Linked DNA regions of Gasterosteus aculeatus: region 2 is linked to region 1. The links are chromatin contacts, called in public Hi-C maps. All regions are on one chromosome and are shown on one strand. The core of a region is the stretch at or near the end of the contact, and the rest is flanking DNA. Distances in the headings are between cores, read along the strand shown. Region 1 holds the start of LOC120823868 (forkhead box C1-A). Region 2 overlaps gmds (GDP-mannose 4,6-dehydratase).

What was found. A called contact is a pair of places that touch in the nucleus more often than the background predicts.
Region 2: a Hi-C map of tail fin shows a contact between it and region 1, with 1.7 times the contacts expected there. The contact joins the enhancer-like site here to the promoter of LOC120823868 in region 1. A contact is called at or near these places in 2 of 6 Hi-C or Micro-C datasets (skeletal muscle and tail fin).

What each region holds. Positions count from the first base shown.
Region 1 is chr8:6,434,715-6,439,550 of fGasAcu3.hap1.1, reverse strand. LOC120823868 (forkhead box C1-A) reads right to left here and starts at 2,498. Exons shown (of 2, transcript XM_040184299.2): 1 at 2,394-2,498; 2 at 1-722. The coding sequence starts at 380.
Region 2 is chr8:6,480,069-6,484,516 of fGasAcu3.hap1.1, reverse strand. The region is part of intron 7 of gmds (GDP-mannose 4,6-dehydratase); the gene reads left to right. Among protein-coding and RNA genes, the nearest start is that of LOC120823868, 45 kb to the right of the region's middle. Within about 2 kb of position 1,891, at least 5 of the 9 cell types and tissues checked have open chromatin away from gene starts, as enhancers often do.

The DNA.
Region 1 (4,836 bases), core at 1,249-3,748:
TTGAGAGACAGATTGTGCCGGATGCTGTTCTGCCAGCCCTGCTTGTTGTCCCGGTAGAACGGGAATCGCTCCATGATAAACTGATAAATCCCATTCAGGGTGATCTTTTTCTCCGCTGAATTCTGGATTGCCATGGTGATGAGAGCGATGTAGCTGTAGGGAGGTTTCACCATGTCCTTTGCCTGGTGCTGGGGGTTGTACGGTCCGTACGCCCGTGCCATGCTGGCCGGGTACTGATCGTGGGCCGAGTGGGAGTACATGCTCATGGGTGCAGGCATCCCGGTGTATCCACCGCCGGCCCGGTAGTAGCTCTGGTCGCTGCTGATGTACGGTACAACTCCCAGAGAGTTGGGGCTGGAGACGGAGTAGCGCGCCTGCATCCTGCGCTATGCGTAAAACCTCCCCAAAAAGCGTCCCCTCCAGAAACCCTCGTAAGTTCGTCGCGTGCTCCCAATCTGTTTCTGGTTTCTCTTCTTCCTGTATCGTCTAGAAGTTCCTTTTTTTTAAGCCACAACTCACCACGGCGAAGCGGACAGAGCGAACGCTGCCGCCGAGGACATTTGGGAAAGCGAGAAGCCTAAAAGTAAGACTGGAGGCGCATGAGTCCACACGGCTAGGAACCGTGTTTTTTCTACTCGTTAAATTTTTCCTCCCTTTTGGCTGCTCTACGCTGCTCCTCCCCGAAAGCGTGCTCCATCATCCAATTGGAGGACGAAATGAACCTGTGGAAAAGCGGTATGGGCGACAAAAGTTACTACACCCTTCCTCCTCCTCCTCCGCCCCCTCCCTCCTTCATCCCGCTCTACTCATAACTTCATGGAGTTGTTAAATGCTGTTAAGGGTGTGCCTTACAGAGAAACCCCCCTTAATTACTCAATTTGTTTTTTTGTATTAATATATCGTATATTAGTCATACAATTAATCGCATTAGTCTGTTTTGGAAACCAGAATAATGAGCTATTGTGAGGATACGAGCTTTAAAACTTTCTTCTTACTATAGCAAAACTCATGCGTAAAATGGGAGATGAAAAGCTCCCAAGACTGACCTAAACAGACACCCACAAGTATCTCTGTTAAATCTGTCTCAGGCATGTAGGCCCTATTTTAGGCCCTTTTTCTAAATGAAACGGTTAGAGGCCGTTTTCGATACCTCAGCCGGTAATTAGACCAAACGCGTCGGCGATTACTATCGCCAAATGAGCCAAGGCTCATCGGACTGCAGTCTGTGAGGGACTCGCATCAGCTGCTGCGGAGCCTCTGTGCAAACAGACCGACATGAAAGAGGGAGGCTGCCTCCCGACAGCGCCGGTGGGAGGTGTGGGGGGGGGGGGGGGGGGGGGGGGGGGGGGTTGAAACTAATTAAAGGTTAAATGAAGATCATTTGGTCGAGATGGGTGAGAAAAGGGCCCCTGGGTGCGAGCGGCTGCTGAGACAGAGGTGGGATTTTTTTTTTCTCGAGATGAAGACCTTCCAAATGTCATTCACAACAAACAAACACCCCCCCCCCCCCCCCCCCCCCTCAATGCCCTCCCCACACACCAAGTGGCTTCCAGAAAACGATGTTCCGTTATGTGGAAAACCTAAAGACAACACCAATGTTTTCCCAGCCTGATGGAAACGATCGTTTAACAACATTACGAAGATGGAGGCGATTAAGGGATCGGCTATTGTGTCTGTAAAAATAAAGAGAATCTACATTAATATTCTATAATGTATATGTTAATAGTTTAATATCAAAAACTCATAAAATGTCTGCGAAAACCTCTAATTAAAGGTTTGTGTTTAAATTGTTTAATTTATGTATTTATTTGCTAGAATCTTTGTTGCTTTTGTTGTAGAAATTTTTGTTGAAAAATACCGGTTTTGATTGATTGTATGAAATTATTGAAAAATTATGAATCAGAACTATTTTAATATGTGGGTTTTATTTGCACCTTTTATGTAAATTAAGCCAAGGTTGTTCTGTTTATTCGTGCACAGCAACACCAACCTATAATATGGTTTACGCTTACATTTTAAATGATTTAATTTGAGGTATTCAACAAAATGTAAATACGTTTAGCCAATTTCCCTGCACATTCTTTAAATTCTGCCAATATATTTTAAACGAAAATATTTTCTTAATCTATTTATCTACAGAAGGAATTCTGGTAAAGCTGTAAAATAACATAATGCGGCAGAAAAAAAACACGCCGTCCACGAGAGCCAGTTCAAGTAATAATAATAAAACACAATAAAAGAGATACAAGTTATCTTTTTCATCTCATCTTTATCCTTTGCCAGACGAATTAATCGAACTCTTTCAGAAGTGATATTAATTCAAGCGGAGGGAAAACAAACAAACAGCAAACTGATGAGCCCTTGATGATCCGCGAGAAGCCGCCGTTTCTCACCTGAGTCCTGAGTGTTCCCGGGGTCTCTTTCTTCTGGGATTTGCATGTGTTGTCCGGTCAGAGGCAGCGCGCACCGTCCCTGTGAGGCCCGCCGCTGGGTCCGACTGACCAGTGGGCCCTGCCGTCGACCCTATGTGTGTGTGTAAAGAGGGAACCCTGGCCTGCAGGGAACTCAACCAGCAACCCGCAGCCGAGTGTGTGATACCCAGCCGTGGCTGCATGTCCTTTATTAATACGTCTTAGCATTTGTCACACCTGAACTCCGTTCATGCTATTTCCCCCCTGAAATAATAGCTCGCACCAACTACAAATAGCAAATAGAAATCGAGAAATCATCATATGTAAATATCATTTGAAGAATTACGTTGATTTTATTGATATTAAATCAACGGTGAAGAGAAAGTAACTTGATTTGTACCATAGCCATATAGCCTTTGACCAAATGCTGCTGTTAAATGTAGGCGTGCGACCCACTCGTGCCCCGCAGTGGTCATTGGGTGGAAGTGCAGGCTGGATGGATCTTGTGAGATCTTTTACTTTTGGCTTTGGCTAAAAGTAAAAGAAGTCTGCTTATAGTGCTGCATCCAAAATGCATAAAGGGTCTTGATATTCAGAACATTTATTTTGTATCAAAAATGACTTGTGTCGTGTGAGCAAAACAAGAACTAGACTGGAGACTTAAATCAAAGCAATATGACAAAGTTTATTTGCAACAAGAGTCTTCTGTCCTGCTGTTTGACGTGCACGGACCAATTTCAGGCAGTTTAACGAGAACATGAAAAAAATGCGCTTAATACAAAATGCGCTCGAATTATATAGTCTCTAAGAGCATTTTTGATTGGTTATTAAGATGGAGGCGGCTCCTGCTTAGAACCCTCGGAGAGCCCCATTGGAGCACAGGGATGTCCATCCATCTAGGCTCTCGGATCAACACGCCTCCCGTTGTTCATGAGTTCTACATATCAGGATGTTTGCAAGATGAGTGCATGATGATTTGCATATGAGCGCTGGGCGCAGTTAGGTAGGGACATGTTATTCTTAGAATGGGGAACAGGTGGTTCCTGTTGAACGGCATTTGATCCAAATAGTGCGTGCATCTTTTTGCAACATGTTACAACAACATGTGACTTGAAATACTTGTTGTTTGTGCAATCAGGCCTTTAAGCGGCCTTCAGCCATTATTACTATGCATTTATAGTTCAAGTGTAATTTCATTCTATAGCGTAAGCGCGCAGGATTATATTTTAATACTCAACACTTGCAATGTAGAGATAGAATGGAGTGTGCTTGCTGAGCAAAAAATAATGTCACCGTGTGTGTGTGTGTGTTTCTTTGCTTGTATAGCCGAGCTGACTGCCTTAATGCATGCTGGTGGATGTAAGCCCCGCTCATGCTCCGCACTGCTCCCTGATCATCGCAGAGGAATAGAGGTCCCGACCCCCAGGTAAACTCTGTAGCACTGTTAGCTGCCAGCTGCCGGCTCAACGATCCCCATGAGAGGTGTTGAGTCTTAAATATAGCAGAGAAGTTAAGGTGTAGCATCAAAATATTGACTCCTTAAAGTATGCATGAAGTAAAAATAGTAATTATGTAAAATACTCCATTTGAAAATGAATTATAGCATTATACATTGCAGTTTATTATTTGATTATAATTATTGTTGCAGCTAGCTCACATTAATGACAACATTAGTCCACATGGTAGTCCGGCTACTGCTGGAGAATTTCCAAACAAGACAAGTTGATCTCATCACAATATGTCATCATTTTGGAAAAGGCTATTAATCTTAAATCAACATTTGCAAAGTAGTTAAAAAATAGATTTAGTTTCTTCGCACAATCAACAAGGAGAAACCTCTGAATATCCGGACTGTTATCTCAAAACTTTCATCTCGACTTTGGAGTCAAATATTAGCCCCTTAGAGGTAGTAGTATAGAACTAGTACAACAAGTACTCGATGACTGATGGCAGCACGTCATTTCTGGTTTCTAGTCATCATCGACATAATCTTCGTCATCAGGGAGGTTCACCATGCCAGCCTCCCCGGCTTAGCATTTCATCTTTCACAAACCCGAGTTAAGTAGTTACACAGCCCCCTCTGCTGCTACATTAGTGCACATGCACGAATGAGGAGGTAAGGACGGGACACCTCGTTTTTAGAAGCTCATTTTAGTTCAATGATGTCCACAATTTGGAAAAAGTGCACGGTATTGAAATTCTGCGTTTTTACTGTTGACCTCACATCAGTTTGTGGTAATTTTCTATTTTCTATTTTGCAGGCACTTCAGTGTGTCATCGACAGTGTTTATATTAAGTGCCTAATTAAACACAGACAGATTTCCAAAATATTTCAGGACCTCATAGTCATGTGCTCAAATAGCTCATAGGAATTGGTTTTCAAATAAATAGCTGCCAATCATCCATGTGCAAAACATTAATCTTG
Region 2 (4,448 bases), core at 642-3,141, 46 kb before region 1:
GTCCCTCTCCTCCCACCTGCACCGGGGGCTGTGTTGCAGGAAGGGGAGAGGCTGTAGTTCCACCAGAGAGTCGAACCGGGCTGCTTTAACTGTTAACGAAAACACACACACACACCTGCTCTTGATTGTCCAATTTGTAAGCCGTGTAGCAGCCGCAGGGGACCGTGGCAACAGTAAACAGGGTGAGAGCATCTCATATGAGATCACTGCGCGCGCGCACACACACACACACTGGAGAGGAATGCAGCCATTGGTCTGAGTGACAGGAGAACTGCAGCGGAGCGTTTATGAGCCTTTACAGTGTAAGCGGAGTCTTCCTCTAGTGCTGAACCTGGTTTCAGCCTGGAGGTCATGTGTCACTGGGTCAGAGTTCAAATCTAACGCATTAAGGAAGTCTGGAAATTCACTTCACGGAGAAAGCACGGACTGACACTTCTGCATTGTGCCCTCACTGTGTTCTCTGCTTCTGGATTCTCACTTATTATTATTTTTATTTTTTACTTCCTTTGAATGAATCTCCGTCTCGTCTCTCTTCCCTTTTATCTCTTTGCTTCCACAAACAAACATCCCTCATCTTTTCATCTGGTCTCTGATTCCTGTTTCCCATAGCGTTATCTGTTTTCAGTTTTCAAGGAAGGCTATAAATATTTCAACTCCCATCATCTGTCTCCTGCTATCAGACTCACTGTTGCAGCCAATCTCATCACAATGTCACTGATAATAAAACTTGCGTAAAATTTTCTTCCTGTGTTGTGTATGGTGTAATCTCCACCTTTCACACAGTGCGGCTCGATTTCAGAGATGGAGCAGACAGGATGGATGCAGAGTTGATCATGCTACCCCAAATACTGCGCTGTGATCAATAAAATACGACCTCCGCACTGACTCTGCCTCAACTGCATCGCGCTGCAGAGAGTTTCCCGCCTCCAGGCGTCCTGTGAGCCTCCGTTCTGCAGGCTGTTTGTGGTGCGCGCCGAGAGAGATTTGATTAAAATCCGGGGTCCAGTAAGTCCAGACGCAGCGTTAATGTCTCTCTCCTCCTGCTGATGTTTGTTTTCCTTCCTGCCTGTTCAAAGAGGGCCAAATAAATAGTGTTTCTCTGGCCCTGCATCACTCATCCCCCCTGCTATTGATACCCCCTCCTGTGTGTGTCCACATGCATGTGGGATTATGCTGCTAAGTAAAGACCAGAGACCATTATAAAATAAAATAAGCCTTTCCTGTCCTCTTTAGCCCCTGTATGCCACCTATTCATAACTATGACATATTGGCATAGCTACTATATTTAACTTAACTTCTAACCCCCCCCCCCTTCATGCCCGCGCCAATGAGAGGGCTCCTTTGAGAAATGTGTTTCTGGTGTTCTCACGGTGTAAAAATGACGCTATCGCCGAGCTCCAAGAGCTCAGCAGCCCGCTCCGCGTAACGTGGCGCTGAGCCCGGGCTGCTGTGTGCGCGCTGGTGCGTTTAGGCGCGCGCACGCGGGAGCAAAGTCTTTCCAGGGCCGCAGTGTCCCTTTTAACGTTAAATAGTGAATGACGGTCTTTATGAGAGCAATTCCCTTCCTCTGGTGAAAACATGGAAAGATTGTTTAATGAGGACTCACTGTTCATGCAGCCGGAGGTCACAGTCCGGTTCAAGCGTGCGTGTGAGTTTGTGGACTTCCCCCGTGCATGCAGTTATGTTTAGATGTACAAACACGCTGATAGTATCAAAGGGACGGGTGCAGGCTAAAATTGATGGTTTGTATTTTAGCCGCAGTTGGGCAAGGGAACTTGTTTTTTTAGCGTGATCAGAATGTTTCCTTGTTGCCAATGCGAGGCACTGGCGTGGTTCAGCGTGTTGTTGTGAACTCAGAGCCTCTGTGTGGGTGTGTGTGTGTGTGTGTGTGTGTGTGAGTCTCAGCCAAAAAAACATCCAGCGACGTTTTCCTCGGCAGCAACGGCAACGTGTTGAGGGAAGCCAAGATGTCTGATGAAAACATGCCGGAATTGAAGACACAAGTCATGGAAAATACAACAAGATGACTCAGTGGCCGCTCGCTCTCCGAGACGTCACAAAGTAATGAAAGAGGTGTTCATGAACAGATTAAATACCGTTTTAACAAAGCCCAGATTTTTTTGTTGCAAAGATCCTTTCTGTTTGTTTCACTGCCCCCCTAAACCTGCTATTGTAATGAAGACCAAAAAAAATCAACTTTCCGTGAAGCAGCTAAATCTACATTTTCAGTTCAGATGCTTGCCGTGGGATTGGATTTATTTAAGGTCACCAAATGAGTTCACCCCCCCAAAAGTCTTATGTGCTGATAGGAATGATGGAAATGCTAAAGGTCCCACCCATAAAGTTTGAAAAGTAATTGCGCGCTTAAGTGTTTCCGTAGCTTGTTGACTTAGAATGGATGGAAATTGAAGTCAACAGAGGAATCCGTACGTCCGCCCGGCTCTGAGGACCCGGCTGGTGAACAGAGCCTTCGTTGTAGCTCTCTGTGCAGATATGATGACACCAGACCACGCTGTGGAAAGCTACAGCTCATAGCTGCCAAGAAACGCTTCCAGCGTTCGACTCGAACCATAAATTCTAATAACGCTGGTTTACAGATTAATCAAACAAGATTGTGTTAATAGTGAGCCTCGCTGAACCCCACTGTCGGCCTGATATTGTGTTTCTATTGGGTCTTCAAACGCTCGCCTGTTCCTTTTTAACTCGTCCTTCCTCCGGACGCGGCCCAGATTTACCGTACTGCGTCAAATCGATTTCTTCAGTCACTACGAGCGTAACGTGTCCAGACAGCTCGAACCACTTCATCCCCCGAGGTCAAAGACCGCCGCGAGGCCCGGCCAGCGGAACAGCGTCAGAAGGGAATTTGACCGCGCGGGGCTGCGGTCATCTCTGCGTCAACCGTGGCTGCTGCTGCAGCAGCAGCAGCACGTCTCTGTGTGAACAGGACGGGACGACATCCGACTGTAAATATAGCCTCGTCTGTCCTCCACTGCCCGTCCAGACAGGCTGTCTGACAAGGAAACACGCTGCAGTCTGTGACTTCTCTTGGTCGAAACGCAACAGCAGAGAGGAGGAGGAGGAGGAGGGTGTGTGTGTGTGTGGGCGAGGGGGGGGCTAATAATTTCAGCCATCTCTAAAAATAGGGGGCTCAGTAACAGGAGGGGGAAAAAAAACGGTTCTGCTAAAAATCACAGCTCCATAGCAGCCATTTGGATGATGAGTGTTCCCTGAGGTGGAGCCTGGGAAAGTTAGCTGTGCGTACTAGCGTGTCACTCCCGTGTGTGTGTCCATGTAAACCCACACTTGATGCTGGAGGCTCTTGCTTACATGTGTGCTCAGTGTAAAGTTGGAACAGCGGTCTTGTTTGGGCTGTTGGGAGCCGGGCCGCTCCGAGCCGGGGCCGGTTTGGCCCGTCCTGCTCCAGCCCAATTTGTCCCGGTCTCGTCTGGCTCGTACTCCTGCCAAATCCACCCCTGCCCTTTACTGACTCACTGTGAGACCATCAGGGATTGTGGGATGCAGGCGGACACAGAAATGAACAAGCTCTGTCCTTATATGAGGAAAGAGACTGCAGTCAAACACGACTGAGTAAAGTCACATCAAATATGTTGGAAAAGGAAAAGTCCTGGAATGTCAGCTCATTTCACTGCTTTTAATTCACTTAACATGTACCCCCTCCCACCCCCCCCCCCCCCTCCCCCCTCCCCTGACTGCCTGTTGAAAGGCTGCTGGTCCTCATTCTGCTGTAGTGAGGTTCATTTGTTTTTTTACAAACCGGGTTTATCTGCAGTGGTTCATAACGCATGGTGAGACTTAGTCACCGGGCCTGAGACTGAACGTCTCTGCAGGTCCAATTTGAGCAGCATGTGACTTTTGTGTTGTTCTGTTGTTATGGGCGATTGTCACAGGAAATACGGTTTAAGGCAACATCATTTCATGGAGTAGTTTTGTTATCCAAAGACCTTCTGTGCATGTTGTTATTTTAAGGACACTAATGTCCCAGTAGCAGTGGATGGTTCCGCTCGCCTCCACTTTACTCATCTTACTCTAAATATCTTCTTCCCCAACAGACTTCGTTTCATTTTATATGTAGTCGAAAAAAATATTAAGAGTACAAGTGACATTTTTTTTCTTCCGCGCAATTTTCATTTGAGGCGCTTTTATTAACTACACTTTTCAATTTGATTAGTATTTACGGTTTAATCTGCTGCAAAGGGGTTTGAGTCCCTTCACTACGGCCTTAAAGTCGCTGCTTAATGTTTCTATAGTTTCCTGTCAGTAACCAAATATAATAACCTAGTTTTCTGAATGTAAACATGTTTTTAATCTTCTTTAAAAGTTAAAACACGTTTCCTGATTTATATCCTAAAATACCAGCGCAAAAGTTTGTTTCAATTTGTTGTTTTTAATCCGTTGTTACTCGATCCAGACAGATTCTGGTCGGTTCT